2 separate regions of the Ovis aries genome follow, and region 2 is linked to region 1. The links are chromatin contacts, called in public Hi-C maps. All regions are on one chromosome and are shown on one strand. The core of a region is the stretch at or near the end of the contact, and the rest is flanking DNA. Distances in the headings are between cores, read along the strand shown. Region 1 overlaps FBXO36 (F-box protein 36). Region 2 holds the start of SLC16A14 (solute carrier family 16 member 14).

What was found. Hi-C and Micro-C count contacts between places; a contact is called where the count stands out from the background.
Region 2: a Hi-C map of tail adipose tissue shows a contact between it and region 1, with 2.2 times the contacts expected there. The contact joins the promoter of SLC16A14 here to the enhancer-like site in region 1. A contact is called at or near these places in 3 of 16 Hi-C or Micro-C datasets (omental adipose tissue, retroperitoneal adipose tissue and tail adipose tissue).

What each region holds. Positions count from the first base shown.
Region 1 is chr2:232,041,584-232,049,530 of ARS-UI_Ramb_v3.0, reverse strand. The region is part of intron 3 of FBXO36 (F-box protein 36); the gene reads right to left. LOC132659231 (a long non-coding RNA gene) reads left to right here. Exons shown (of 2, transcript XR_009599430.1): 2 at 1-2,342. Among named protein-coding and RNA genes, the nearest start is that of SLC16A14, 56 kb to the left of the region's middle. Within about 2 kb of position 3,465, at least 2 of the 54 cell types and tissues checked have an H3K27ac peak or open chromatin away from gene starts, as enhancers often do. A contact at or near this core is called in tail adipose tissue, where this site is marked.
Region 2 is chr2:232,097,251-232,105,197 of ARS-UI_Ramb_v3.0, reverse strand. SLC16A14 (solute carrier family 16 member 14) reads left to right here and starts at 4,141. Exons shown (of 6, transcript XM_042244357.2): 1 at 4,141-4,515.

The DNA.
Region 1 (7,947 bases), core at 2,216-4,715:
GCAGGGTTCATGTGACTTGCTAATGAATTAAATGAGAAGCAAGAGGAAAAGGAAGAATTAAAGATGAGCTCTTTGACTTGAACAGCTATGTAAATCATGTTCAGTTACAGGACAGTGATGCCTTTAATAACCTGAATCCCTGAGGGACTTTATGGAGCAGGGCCTCCTGTCAGCCTCCAGTGGGTATGAATCATGAGAGAAATGAACATCTATTATTGTCTCAAGCCCCTGGAGTTTTAGGGTGGTTTGTGACCCCAAACCACAATCTCTTACCTGGTCTATCCTAATATGATGAGTACTGAAAACTTTTCTAGTGTTTGATATGTGACTGCTATTTAAGGATGACTACAAGCTTTGACTCCTTCACAAGATATGATGGGGTCCTTCTTGTAGTGAAACTCATTCAGGATGGATCACCTTTGGGCAATCCCATCAATGAAATGAGAAACTGGTATAGACTCAAGCCATCCTCTGATTTTATCCATTCTGTTGGTACAAATGCCTGGAAAATCCCAAGGACAGAGGAGCCTGGCAGGCTACAGTTCATGGGGTCACAAGAGTTGGACACAACTTAGCTACTAAACCACCAACCAGCACAAATTCCAAGGTTGCAAAGTTGGTTCAGCAGAAATGCTGTTGCTGTTGCTTAGTCACTCAGTCATGTTCAACTCTTTGCGACGCTATGGACTGTAGCCCACCAGGCTCTTCTGACCAGCGGATTTTCCAGGCAAGAATACTAGAGTGGGTTACCATTTCCTTCTCCAGAGGGTACTCCCCATGCAGGGAATGAACCCAGGGACCTCCTGAGGCTCCTGCATTGCTGGCGGATTCTTTACCACTGAGCCACTGGAGAAGCCCTGTCATTAGAAATGACTCAGAGGTAAATATTCTAAAGATGTATTAAAAAGGAATCTGAGCTATCACAAGTGTACAGTAACATAGCAGGAAGGATGGGGCTTCCCTGGTAGCTCAGATAGTAAAGAATCCGCCTGCAATGCAGGAGACCCAGGTTTGATCCCTGGGTTGGGAAGATCCTTTGGAGAAGGAAATGGTAACCCACTCCAGTATTCTTGTCTGGGAAACCCCACGGACAGAGGAGCCTGGTGGGCTACAGTCCATTGAGTCTCAAAGGGTTGGACACAATTGAGCAACTAAGCACAACACACACAGAAGGACAGTGGCATGCTCTGAGGCGTGAGGACCTTTCCTGCCTTACTGCTCACGGGTGCTCCCATGTGACCTGAGGAAAATTCTTTCAAGGCCATGGCCTGTCATTGTGGGACCTACCTGCTGCAGCTCTTGTTTCACTGAGTGAAAAAACACATTCGCATACTTAACTCCATCTTATAAGAGAGAATATTTTCCTGTGTTCTTCAGGTACCAAGGTAGACAAGGTAACCAGCAAACACAGTTGATTTGAGCACTGGCCCTGACACTTAATGATTAAGTCCTCCTGGGCATTCTACTTACTGCTCTAAGCCTGTCTCCACATCCGATCTTGCATTTGCTCATCTAAGGAGCAGAATAAAGTGATTTAAGCACACTGGCCACTGAGTAAGGCTGCCTGGGCGCAGCACTAGACTCCACTGCGCATTACTTGTGTGCTTTATCTGAGTCTCTATTTCTGCCTTGATAATCAAGACTGGGTGGTCTCTACCCAACCATCCCACAGCTCTGTTTGAGGACTGCACTGGATTATGTACATCCAATGCTTAGCACATAGTAGGTATTCAATAAGTGGTACTTATTGTGACTACATGGAAATGATGTTAAACTTTTAGTGCTGTGACAATTACTAGGGGTGACACAGGTAAAGTACACGGAAAGATGTAATTGATGGGGAGGAAAGGGAGACGGAACAGATGCTACCTCATCCACTTCTGATAAGACACCGGGAAGAAAGTTCCCACGGGCACCTAGCTACTGGGGGGCCAGTTCAGTCACCAGGGTTGGGAGTCTGGGGAGGTCCAGCACCAGGATTGAGAGCTCCCCCCACCATGTGACAGCTGTCTGAAGGTGAACTGACCCTGCGCCTGACTGATGTCGGACCCACCTGGTGTGTGGACCCAACTGGTCATACCAGCTGCCACTACCCACCCCATCCATGGCTTCAGGAGGCCAAGCAGTCCACTCTCACCACCCTTGGCCTGGCCTGCTTTGTTCCCACGCATTCTGCTTTCTTTCTGGAGAAGGGGAAAAGCATGTAAGCATTATCTCTGTTCATGATACTGTTATACCCACTTTGGAGCAGAAAGCAGGCTATCGTCTTTACTTTCATACTTCATGCTGGTCTCAACATATTTCAATAAAGGAAAAGAGTGAACTACAAACAGAAATGAATAGAATAATAGGGCATCATCATTTAAGACCCTTTCTGCATAAATATTAAAGGCAAAAACTATTATATTCACATCATGAACGTTACTGTCAAACAGCAATACTGAATCTTATGATACTGACAACCCTCCAGACATTTTGATGTTAGGCAGGTCGTTCATTGTTTTAATCCCACCTTCAACAGCCCTTCAAGGTCCAGTTTCTCTACTCAGATTACAACATATTCTAAATATAAACAATAAAGGGAAACTCTTAAAAAGATTTCTTAGTATTAAAAAAAAACAAACATATCTGAACCTCTTTTTAAAAATATGAACTCTAGATGATTATTTCTTTCCCAGCACAATACATTTCAGGGTGTCAGTGTATCTTATATAACAGAAATTATGGGAGAAAATGATGAGGTTTTGGGGGGAAAGGAAGGAATTCTTGGAGCTGAAATTTCCACCAGTGTAACTTCATTTATGGATCATTGTATTTCATAAGGAAAATATTTAGTTTTATTTTGCATTACAAGTTGGTCCACAAAATACCCCCAGCCAGGACTCACAAACCCTAGGGCTCTTTTGCTTGATACATCTCAGGGTGCAAAACACAAAATACCCATCTTGACTGAGTCTAGCCACTTGGATCCAAAACTTAGCTGATCGTGGATTTAGCTCCCCCTGGTGGTGGTGCATGAACTTAACATACATGAACTATGCAGACGTTCTAAGGGATCCTTGAGTTCAGTCCAGTTCAGTTCAGCCACTCAGTCGCCTCTGACTCTTTGTGACCCCATGGACTGCAGCACGCCAGGCCTCCCTGTACATCACCAACTCCCAGAGTTTACTCAAACTCATGTCCACTGAGTCAGTGATGCCATCCAGCCATCTCATCCTCTGTCGTCCCCTTCTCCTCCTGCCTTCAATCTTTCCCAGCATCAGGGTCTTTTCAAATGAGTCAGTTCTTCGCATCAGGGATCCTAGGACTTATCTATTAATAGCTAAAATCTTTCCTTTTACAATGTGAAAGTTAAGGCTGAGAGGGGATAAGGGTGTGACTGCCCAGGGTTCATGGTGGGGAGTCACTGAGTGAAGAACAGAACCCAGCTCTCTGGCCTCAAGCTGATTTCAACACCCACACTCTCTGTACACAGTGGAGATGTCAAAATAACCCCGTTGTGGCTTGCCTGCTTGGCCAGACCTGGGACTCACAGTCATAGAGAATTTGGGACCATGAGGAAAAATCTGCTCTCCATAGGCCAAAACGTGACAGAGGAGAGACTTTCTTCCTCAGCGGGTTTCATGGGGGCCTGTTCCTGAGTTCCAGACAAGACAAATATGTCCATTTGCTGGTCACGGTCATACCCACCTCCTCCCATCTGGACCTCAGCAGCCCCCAGGAAGGTCCCACATGGCAGCCTCACCTCAGTGAGCCCACCACAACCCCAGGGCTGGCCCTCGGTGTGACGTTCTGGTGTCCCAAGACACAGGATCCACCTTTCAAGGGCGTGCTCATCTGAGCCAAGTTCCAATAAAGAGGAGGGGCTTCCCTGGTGGCTCAGATGGTTAAGAATCCACCTGCCAATGCAGGAGATGCAGGCTCGATTCCTGGGTCGGGAAGAGCCCCTGGAGGAGGAAATGGCAACCCACTCCAGTATTCCTGCCTGGAGAATCCCAAGGACAGAGGAGCCTGGCAGGCTATAGTCCACAGGGTCACAAAGAGCCGGACACGACTGAAGCGACTTAGCGCACAGGATGCAGAGTGACTGTGTTGGTTTACCCAGAGAAATACACCCTTCCAGCTCACCAGACCTTTAGATGCTCATCCCTGGAGGCTCCATGGTTTAGTCAACATGAAATCAGAGCAAGACCAGGCAGCCAGATGGCCCTCATCACTGGTGGCATTAAGTGGGATAAGTGGAAACTTACAGACTTGGCTGTGGGCTAGCACCACGGGCTCTCCCAGGCTCGGACTCCTGCCCACCAGAGTCCCCACACCCTCTGTGTCTCTCATGTGTCTTTATGCTTCCAAGGCAAACTCAATTTTGCAGAGTCTGGTCTGGCCATAGTCTGGGGAGTTATTTATAAATAGCAGAGGGAAAACCACTTGAATGTCTATCATTAGGGATCTGGTTTTAAAAATTACAACTTGTCCATATAACAATAACTTAAATCACTTTTCTAAATTGAAGATTTAGATGTAGACATGAAAGAGATCTAAAATATGTTTTAGATAAAAACACGGACAGAGCACAATGTATAAAGTGCTACCATATGCTTTTATGCTTTTTAAAAGAGTGTGTATATATAGATGTTTATATGCTCACACACCACACACACACACACACACACTTACATGTGCATAGACTCTCTGGAAGGACATACAAGACACGGGAAATATGATTGTTGCTGGAGATGAGAATTAGAGGAATGAGGATCAAGAATGGGAGGGAAATTTACTTTTTACTACACATTAAAAGACATCATTTTTTATTCAATTGTCAACCTGGTTATTGCAATGCAAATCAATTTTCTTTTTCAAAAATAAAACAAAATTGACATAACACAAAACCCAAACAAGGGAGGGGACATTCAGGAGTTAAGAGTGGTGGGTCAGAAGGGAGGACATTCCTTCAAAAGAAAGTGTTAGTCGCTCAGTCATGGACTCTGCGACTCCTATGGACTGTAGCGCACCAGGCTCCTCTGTCCATGGGATTCTCCAGGCAAGAATACTGGAGTGAGTTGGCATTTGTTTCTCCAGGGGATCTTCCTGACCCAGGGATTGAACCCGGGCCTCCTGCTTTGCAGGCAGGTTCTATACTGTCTGAGCTGAAGGGAACAACGTAAGAAAGGCCTAGGGGCGCAGAGAGCTGAGCACACAGGATAGCGCACGGTCTGCCTTGCTGGGGCTGTGGGCGGGAACCGGGGCTGGGACACAGTGGCTTGAAGTGCCAGCCAAGACTATGGATCCCATTCTGAAAATGATGGACATAGCTAAGGGTCACTGAGCAGGGCAGTGACATGACCAGCGTGTATTTTAGAAAGCCACCTTCAGCCCCCACAAAAGGTTTAGCCAATGAATCAGTGAGCAAGCCACCAGGAAGAAACCCACCAGAGAATCCTGGAAGTGGAGATGGGTCAGGGAGTGGGAGGCCTCATCCTTTGGATGTGACAACCAAGAGGTTACTGTGAATGAGGCCAGAGATATTAGGAGGCGTGGACAGAGGGGAGATGAGAGAGGAGGGATAGGCAGACAGAAGACCCGGGATTCCCAGAATTCTGGATAAGATCAGTGAAATTTTTAGAAATCAAACCAAACAACAATTAAGAACCAAAAGATTGCTCACTTTGTAATTCGCCAAGTAAGGGTAATTCGCTAAAATTATCATGTTTTAATACCATTGTTTTATAAAAGAAGGGATATTTTAAATCTCCCTCCAGTAGGAAGGGCTGACCTCTGTTAAAGAATGGTCATTCATATGTAACAAATTTATATTATCACCTGTCTCTGTGTGTGTGTGTGTGTGCAGTCACTCACTCATGTCTGACTCTTTGCGACCCTGTGGACTATAGTCCCTCCAGACTCCCCTGTTCATGGTATTTCCCAGACAAGAATACTGCAGTGGGTTGCCATTTCTTCCTCCAGGGGATCTTCCCAATCCAGGGATCAAATTCACATCCCTTGCATCTTCTGCATTGGAGGGTGGATTCTTCACAGTGTCACCAGGACACACCCTTACTGTTCCCATTTTCTCAGGGATTATAAAATCTCAGTCCGCTGAATGATGCTGGTTTGCTGAGTGTGAACCGACATGTAAATCCTTTTTTTTTCCCCCAAACAAGGAAGGAAAGAGATTGAATAAGAATAGAGCCAAGAGGACTTCCCATGTGGTCTAGTGGTTGGTGACTGAGAATCTGCACTTCCACTTTGTGCGTGCTAAGTTGCTTCAGTCGTGTCCGACTCTGTGCGACCCTAAGGACTGTAGCACACCAGGCTTCTCTCTGTCCATGCGATTCTCCAGGCAAGAATACTGGAGTGGGTTGCCATTTCCTCCTCCAGGGGATCTTACCAACCCAGGGATCAAGGCATATAAATTCAATCCAGGGTTGGGGAAGTTCCATATGCTGTGCAGTGTTGGAAGACAAAAAAATTTTTAATAAGAATATAGTCAAGAGTTTTTTTTATGAAAGATGAGGCTGATTTGAGAAAAATCAATATACTGAGAGGAAAAAACAATTGAAAGATTTAGAAATAAGAACTAAATGTAACGTAGTATCCCAGATTGGATTGTGAAACACTGAAAGGACGTTGGTGGAAAAAGTGATGAAATATAAATCAAGTTTGTGGTTTCGTTAATAGTATTGTAGCAACATTAGCTGCCAAGTTTTGATAAATGTCCCGGGTTAGGGGAAGCTGGGTGAAGGTCATATTCAAACCTTTTGCATTATCTTTATGACTCTTTTATAAATCTAAAATTTTTATAAATAAAAAGCAAAAATGCACGTAACAACAAGTACACAGAGGAAAAAGGGCTTCCCTGGTGGCTCAGTAGTCAAGAATCTGCCTGCCGCTGCAGGAGACACGGGTTCCATCCCTGATTTGGGAAGATCCTACCTGCCGCAGAGCAACTCAGCCCGTGGGCCACAACTATTGAGCCTGTGCCCTAGAGTCTGGGAGCCACAACTACTGAGTCCACACTCCACAACTACTGAAGCCCGTGCACCCTAGAGCCCTCACTCCGCAATAAGAGAAGCCCTCCCAGCTCAACTAGAGAGTAGCCCCTGCTCGCTGCAGCTAGAGAAAAAAGTCCGAGTGCAGAACAAAGACCCAGCACAGTCAAAAGAAATAAATAATTTTTTTTTTTCAAAAGAAAGAAAAAGCAGATAAGTGACAACCTGAAATCCCTCCAGCTAGACCTTGGCACCAGATGGCAGGTGGCACTGACCTGGAAGAAGAAGGAGCCCTCCCTTCCTGGGACCACAGGAAAGGGTGGGATAGGGACATGAATAATTTGCCAATAAACCTGCCCCCAGTTCAGGATGATGAGCTCCTCGGGGTCAGGGACTGATGGACTCATGTGGCTGCCTGCGACGTATAGAAGGGTTTTTCCTGTGTCGTCAGTGCTCAGGAAATGTTCATGGATAATAAATCAATTCCATGACTAAAAAATGCCCCCAAAGTTTGAAATAGAAGACTTCTTAATAAAATAATGTAATAACTGATGGGACAAAAACAAAAATGAAAGTAGTTTATAAATGAAGGGGAAAGTAGGCAAATGACCACAATATTCAGACTAACGGCAGAAATGAAAGGTTAATATTACACAGAAAGAAAAAAAAAGCAGCAGCCTTGGATCATGTTCCATCTTGGAATAATTCTGCTCCGCAAGGATTCTGAGGGCTGAAATCAGCAACCTAGAAAAGCCCTACTTTAGAGCTCTGGGTAAATTATGGAGGCTATTATCAAGATTGCACTAAAATAATGGCAGGACATTGAGAGGGAGAGGACTAGCAAGTGGAAATGAGCAAAACCCGGAGGAAAGACAGCTGCTCCATGTAAGGAATCGATTCCTTGAGCTACTGCAGCTGCTGTTATTTTCCATCAAATCCTTCCACTGACTCTCAG
Region 2 (7,947 bases), core at 2,892-5,391, 55 kb before region 1:
CACAATGGAGTATTACTCAGCCGTTAAAAAGAATTCATTTGAATCAGTTCTGATGAGATGGATGAAACTGGAGCCAATTATACAGAGTGAAGTAAGCCAGAAAGAAAAACACCAATACAGTATACTAACACATATATATGGAATTTAGGAAGATGGCAATGACGACCCTGTATGCAAGACAGGAATAAAGACACAGATGTGTATAACGGACTTTTGGACTCAGAGGGAGAGGGAGAGGGTGGGATGATTTGGGAGAATGGGAATTCTAACATGTATACTATCATGTAAGAACTGAATCGCCAGTCCATGTCTGACGTAAGGTGCAGCATGCTTGGGGCTGGTGCATGGGGATGACCCAGAGAGATGTTGTGGGGAGGGAGGTGGGAGGGGGGGTCATGTTTGGGAACGCATGTAAGAATTAAAGATTTTAAAATTAAAAAAATAAATAAATAATAAAATTTAAAAAAAAAGAAAATGAAAAAACAAACAAAAAGGAAGTGTACAATAAAAATACTGAACTTGAACTATCCCAAAACCATCCCTCCCCTTCTCTGGTCTGTAGAAAAATCGTCTTCCAGGAAAGTAGTCCCTGGTGCCAAGAAAGGTTGGGGAGCACTGGTTTTCCCTAAAACTTTCAATATTCTGTGCTAGAACTTCCTCAAAAGTTGATTTGCTCCCACTTTCTGTCTAATCCATACTATCAAGGCCCCAAAATTGAAGCACAGATTGTCCACAGCCTTAGTTCCACCCCAATTTTAACCATGATTTCTGAAAGCAGCTGAATAAATAATAAAAACTAAGAGGAAAGGCTTTTAGAAGCAGCACTTGAATCATTTTGTCTCCTTAAAGGACAAGGTTATTACTTGATACAATGAAGTTTAAAGTAAGATTACTATTGTGAAACGATATGTGATTTGCCTAGAACTCAAGAGATAATGTCAGGGTCTTCCACCTCAGATACATGAAAAGAGCTCAGCACTTGTCTTTCATGTTCTGATTTAGAATGGCTTTTTATTCATTTAACCCAGACACACCAATCTGTGACTCACAGATAGTAAGCGCCTGTGCTCCAGCCCTGCTCTCAACCTAGCTGTGTCAACAAAAGACTGCCAGACAGCTAACAGCAATGACACTTGTGAAGATGAAATGATTTCTTGGAAAAAGCCTTCTATGGGAATGAAATCAGTGTCCTGAAGAGGCAGCTGTAGTCCCGTGCTCACTGCAGCATTCTTCATGGTAACCAAAATATGGAGACAATCCAAGTAAGTGTCCACTGATGGAAAGTGTCCACTGATGGAATATTATTCAGCTATTAAAAAAGAAGGAAATCCTGCCCCTTGTGACAGGAGGAATCTCGAAGACACTGTGGCAAGTGTAATAAACTAGGCAGAGAAAGACAAAAGCTGTAGAATCTCACTCATGTAGAATCTAAAAAAAAAAAAAGAGTTGCGCTCATGGAAGCAGAGAGTAGAGCAGTGGTTGCCAGGGTCTCGTGGGTGAGAGAAATGTGGAAATGTTGGTGAGAAATCTATGGTGCAGCACGGTGACTATAGTTAACAATATGGTAATGTATGCTTAGGGCTTCCCTGGTGGCTCAGATGGTAAAGAATCTGCCTGCAATGAGGGAGACCTGGGTTTGATCCCTGGGTCAGGAAGATCCCTGGAGAAGGGAATGGCAACCCACTCCAGTATTCTTGACTGGAGAAATTCATGGACAGAGAAGCTTGGTGGGCTACAGTCCATGGGGATGCAAAGGGTCAGACAAGACTGAGCAACTAACACTTTCACTAAATGTATGCATGAAATCTGCTGAGAGAGTAGACAAAGCGTTCTCACCACCACCAAAAAATAAAAAAAAAACCTGACACATGAGGTGACAGATGGTTTTATTGACTTGATTGTGATGTGACAGTCATTTCACAATATATATGTGTATCAAATCATCACGTTGTACACTCTAAGTATATATAATTTATTTGTCAATTATACCTCAATAAAGCTGGAAGGGGAAAAAAAGAAAAGCTTTTTTTGGGTATTCTGGATGCAAAATACCCATGGTCCAGAGGAGAAGTTTCTCAGACAGCAGATGAGAGTTTGCCTGGGATTGTGTGTGTGGGGGGGGGGGGGGGGGGGGGGTGAGGTGGCTGGCTTTCAAAGGGCACAGAAAAATTTTGGAGTTATTTGATTGAGCTGATGGTTCCACAGACTTATGCTAAAACTCATCAAGTTGTACATTTAAATATATATAGTTCACGCTACATGAATTATACCTCAATAAATCTAAAATATTTCAGAGGGATAAAAAAAGACTTAGTCTTACAGAGAAAAAAAAAATCTTACATAGCTCTTTCCAAACAAGATGGATCATCTACACTTGAGGTATTTGCCAGAAACTCTATCTTGACTTGCTGTCAAAAGCCAGGTTGAAATGAATGGTATCTGAGAAGGTCAGCCCACAAGAATATTATCCATTTGCTCATGTTCTGATCAGCAAAAGGAAAACATATGAACCACATAAGCCTGGTACCTCATCAAAATGTTCTCACTTAACCACAATTTCTTGTAATGTTCTCAATTATTTTTAATCAAGGCTTGATATAAGAAGGAGCAATGTGAATATTTTTGTTTTGCAAAAAAAACAAGGAACTAGGAAGAAAGATGGAAATTTATGATAAGTAGAATTATAGTCCCTCAAAGATGTCCACTGGGTTCCCTGGTGGCTCAGATGGTAAAGAATCTGCCTGCAATGAGGGAGACCTGAGTTCGATCCCCGGGTCAGGAAGATCCCTAGAGAAGGGAATGGCAACCCACTCCAGTATTCTTGCCTGGAGAATCTCATGGACAGAGGGGCCTGGCAGGCTGCAGTTCCATAGGGTCACAAAGGGTCGGACAAAACTGAGCCACTAACACTTTCACTTTCAAAGATATCCACATCATAAACTCTGGACCCTGTAAATATGTTACCTTAAAGAGCAAAGGGGAATTAAGGTTGTAGGTGTCATTAAGAATGTTAATCAGCTGACCTTAAAATGGGGAGATTGTTTGGATTATCCAATAACCCAGTTACCCCGGGTAGGCCTAATGTAATCCCAAGAGCCCTTAAATGTGGAAGAGCAGAACAGAAGAGCCTGTGGGAGCTGCGACTGTGTAGAAAGGTACAGAATGATGCAGCCATTTCTGGCTTTGAAGACAGAAGAAGTGGCCGGGATCCAGGGAATGTGGGCCGACTCCAGAAGTCTGAGTTCTCCCCTAGGGCTGCCAGGAGGAACACAAACCTGCCAGCTCCTTGATTTTAGCGAAGATCCCTTTCAGACTTCTGACCCCCAGAATTATGAAATAGTAAGCTACTGCTTTCAGTCACGAAGATGGTGATGCTCTATTAGAACAGCAATAGAGAACAGAGCGTGTCCAGTGAAGTAAAATAGCACTGGTTTCATTTATTCACACATTCACTCAACAAATACTGAAAACTCTCCCTGGGCAAAGCATTGAGTTGGGTACCCTGTTGGGAACAAAGCAGGTACAGGTGGAAATGAAATCCATGGTGCCCACGAATGGAGGAACCAGACAATGGTCAGATACTGGAAAGAGGACAAGGAGAGGTACCACGCAGGATGAAGTGAGGTGAGCGAAAGTCTCTCAGTCCCGTCCGACTCTTTGTGATCGCATGGAATGTAGCCCGCCAGGCTCCTCTGTCCATGGAATTCTCCAAGCCAGAATACTGGAATGGGTTGCCTTTCCCTTCTTCAGGGGATCTTCCCAACCCAGGGATCAAACCCAGGTCTCCCACATTGCAGGCGGATTCTTAACCAGCTGAGCCACAAGGGAACCCACCACGCAGGCTTTGGTCGCGAACACTGCAGGGCCTGCCTGACTCTTCCACCTACAAGCTGCTATATTATGTGGCCCAGCCTTTAGTGAGGATTTTCTTTTTTTTTCTTCCCCCATCACTTCTCTCCTATCTCAGAGAAATAAAGAAGGTCTTTCTATTCCCACCTGCATGTTAGGTTTCAGGTCCTTTCCTCCAGTTATAAACGTGCCGAGAGCATTTGAAAACCTCAGTCAAAGCTGAAAACTACAACCCGCCACAAGAGTGTGCACGTGAGGTGACTGCATTTTTTTTTTTTTTCCTGCCAAACCAGAATTAGCCGGTATGGGAATGAACAAGCGTGGAGATTTGAAATTGCACGGATTGGAAGGAAGCTCAGGTTAGGTTCGGGCACCTCCAAACGCACCCCACCCCCTTTTTTTTTAAAGCCACATGGACTGAGGTCTCTATCTCCAAGCTCCCCAAGACGGAGCTGGCCGGGCAGCGAGAAGCAGAGGCGCCGGGAGCCCGCACTGCGCGCCGAGCCAGGCGGAGCGCCGAGCCGCGGGCGCAGGGAGCTCCGGGATGATCCGCGACATCGCCACAAATCTCTCCGCCCAACCCCTCCGGGGGCTCCGAGGAAGGCAGCGAGTTAGGAGATCAGGGCCGGGAGCCGAGTGAGGCCGCCGCCCGGCGGGCTGTGGGCGGTGAGTATGCCGGGCCGCGCTGCGCCGCGGGCCCGGGATGGAGAGGTGCCGGGGGCATCTTGGACTGCGGTGGCCGCTGCGCCCCGAGACGCCCGGGAAGCGGCGGCGCGGGCCCCCAGGCCGGATCGGGGAAGGGGCTTCGGGCGATCGAGGGCAGGGCTGCGCAGAGGCGCGGTAGTCCAGCTCAGGCCGCCCGCCTGGGGGCTCGGGAGCCGCGGCTGAGGTCACCTCGGGGCGGGCGGGCTAGCGCCGGGCCGGGGCGGAGCGTGGGGACGCGCGTCGCTCCCACCGCGGCCAGGGCCCCGCGCCCGTCGTCCAGGGCGCACGGCTCCCCTCCGCACTCCCACCCGACCCCGGAGGCGCCCTCGGCCCCGCTCCCAGCCTCCTCTCCCGACCCCCTTTAGGGACTCGAACTACAAGTGATGGGGCGCGGGGAGGAGGGGGCAGGGGAACCCGGGTCAGAGGACTTTCGGGGTTGCGGGAGGACTCCTGGGGCAGGCTGCAGGGATTGCGATCGGCCCCGCTTCCCAGCGGAGCTGGCGGGCTCCCAGCGTGTGGGGAGACACGGGATGGAGAGGGGGGTGAGGGGGTCTTGAGGTGCTGGGGAAGGCGGAGCACGGAGAGTCCCTCCCGAAGAGGGCGGCGATCGGGGGAGGCAGGCGGCGGGGAGGCCGGACCGCGGGGATCAGGCCCCTGGCGTGAGATTCGGGTCCCTCAGAGCGGTTCTGATCGAGGCCCCTCAGGAAGGGAAGGGGAGACAAAAATGAGGCGAGGGGCCGGGGGCAGCTTTGTCGGGACCGGACGGCGCTGAGGCCTCGGACGGCGTTTTCGGAGCTCAACTCTGCTTAACAATTGAGCCGTTTTCTTTCCACGGAAAAGCTGATCTAGGCTCATTAGCAAGGATGAGTGAGGGTTATTATTGGACACTGGAAAGGTTCCTTTTCGCTTTGCCTGTGATGTGTATGTGTATGTGTATGAGACAGTCAGTCAGTTAGTTATTCTCCATTCACTAGTGATGGTGGGTAAAATAGGCTTTGGAATTCCTCAGACCCGGGTCCAAATTTGGCTTACCACGCAGGTGGTGCCAGTAGTAAAGAACCCACTTGCCAATGCAGGTAGACTTAAGAGAGGTGGGTTCGATCCCTGTGTTGGGAAGATCCCCTGGAGGAGGGCATGGCAACCCATTCTAGTTTCCCTGCCTGGAGAATCCCATGGACAGAGGAGCCTGGTGGGCTACCGTCCATAGGGTCGCAGAGTTGGACATGACTGAAGCAACTTAGCGCGCATGCATGCACCTGGTAGTTTAGCCTCTCAAAGCTGCATGGCCCCCGTTCTACAAGTAGCCTTGATTTCCTTATCTGTGAAATGGAACATTAGTATCAACTGGACAGAATCGTGGTGGAGAAGCCACCAAGCACAATCCCTGGCCATAGGAGGCACTCAGGTGTTCAGTTCCCTCTAATTTATGTGTTCAGTTCAGTTCAGTCGCTCAGTCGTGTCTGACTCTTTGCGGCCCCATGAATCGCAGCACGCCAGGCCTCCCTGTCCATCACCAACTCCCAGAGTTCACCCAAACTCTTGTCCATGGAGGTGGTGATGCCATCCAGCCATCTCATCCTCTGTCATCCCCTTCTCCTCCTGCCCCCAATCCCTCCCAGCATCAGGGTCTTTTCCAATGAGTCAACTCTTCGCATGAGGTGGCTAAAGTATTGGAGTTTCAGCTTTAGCATCAGTCCTTCCAAAGCACACCCAGGACTGATCTCCTTTGGAATGGACTGGTTGGATCTCCTTGCAGTCCAAGGGACTCTCAAGAGTCTTCTCCAACACCACAGTTCAAAATCATCAATTCTTCGGCGCTCAGCTTTCCTTACAGTCCAACTTTCACATCCAAACATGACCACTGGGAAAACCATAGCCTTGACTAGACGGACCTTTGTTGGCAAAGTAATGTACCCGACTGTCGTTTCTAGTGTGCTGTGGTCTCCGCACTAGCTCAGCTGCTCCAGGCTCTTTAGCCTGTTGACCTCAAGTGCACCCTCCAAAGGCTGGATATTTCCAGTGCATACCAGGTCTAGAGTGCAAATATTGATAAAGCCAGATTACAGAGGGGCCCACTACACACCTATATCTAATGATGAACCTGCTACCAGCATAGCTGTCCACCTCTGGGGAAGACTGTATTTTATATTTTATTTTGGAGCTTTCCCTTTCACTTCTCATTTATAGTGAACTCCTTACATGCCAACATAATCGACCCTGATGCTGGGAAAGATTGAGGGCAGGAGGAGAAGGGAGATGGTTGGATGGCATCACTGATTCAAGGGACATGAGTTTGAGCCAACTCTGGGAGATAGTGAAAGACAGGGAAGCCTGGCATGCTGCAGCCCATGGGATCACAGAGTTGGACCAAACAACAACATCACAATAGTCAAATTAAAAATCGATGACTTGCTTATAAAACTTACTCCCCTAACAGCAGTGTGGAAAGTTTCATTTCCTTTTCATCTCTGAAACACTCCGCAGGCTCTGAATTATTTTCATTTCTGCCTGTTACCAGGTAAATATGTAGCTGACTTCCATGTCATAGCCTGCGTATGTTACTTCATTTACCCCATAAATAGTTTCTCTTTCACTGGTAATGAACTCACTTTAGGGAAGGTGGGAAGTTGACTATTGGTCCCTAATCTTCCCATCTCCTTCCTTCAGCTTCTTCAGTGCCAGGCCCTAATGTGCCAGGCAGGGCTTCTATTGTAGGTGAGCCTAGAATGGGTTACACTTTATACTTCCCTTTCGATCATTAGGCAGACTGTCCTCTCATGGTGGGAGATGAGGGTGTTGGGGAAGTACACACACAAGTCTACAGCCCAGTGCAGAATAGTCTTCCCAAGGGAAAGGGCTCTGAATTGCCACCAGTCTACTGGAGGGAAGAAGCTGAACCAGCAGATGTTTAAAAGATAGAGGGAACTTTACTTTCTTATAATAAAGTTTGTTATTCAGTCACTGAGTTGTGCCCGTCTCTTTGCCACCCCATGGACTGCAGCACACCAGACTTCTCTGTCCTTCCCATCTCCCGGAGCTTGCTCAAACACATGTCCATTGAGTCGGTGATGCCATCCAGTCATCACATCCTCTGTCGCCCCCTTCTCCTCCTGCCCTCAATTTTTCCCAGCATCAAGGTCTTTGCATCAGATGGCTAAAGTATTGGAGCTTCAGCATGAGTTCTTCCAATGAATATTCAAGGCTGATTTCCTTTTGGATTGACTGGTTTGATCTCCTTGATATATATTTATTTAGAACTTTCCCCAAAAATTTAAATAAAGAGAGAAATTACTTGAAAGACCATCATTCAAAGAATAATCTCCATCAACAGGTTTGTTTCACTCCAGTCTGTTTCCCCCACTCCCCCACGGATAACATATTTTTTAAAACAAC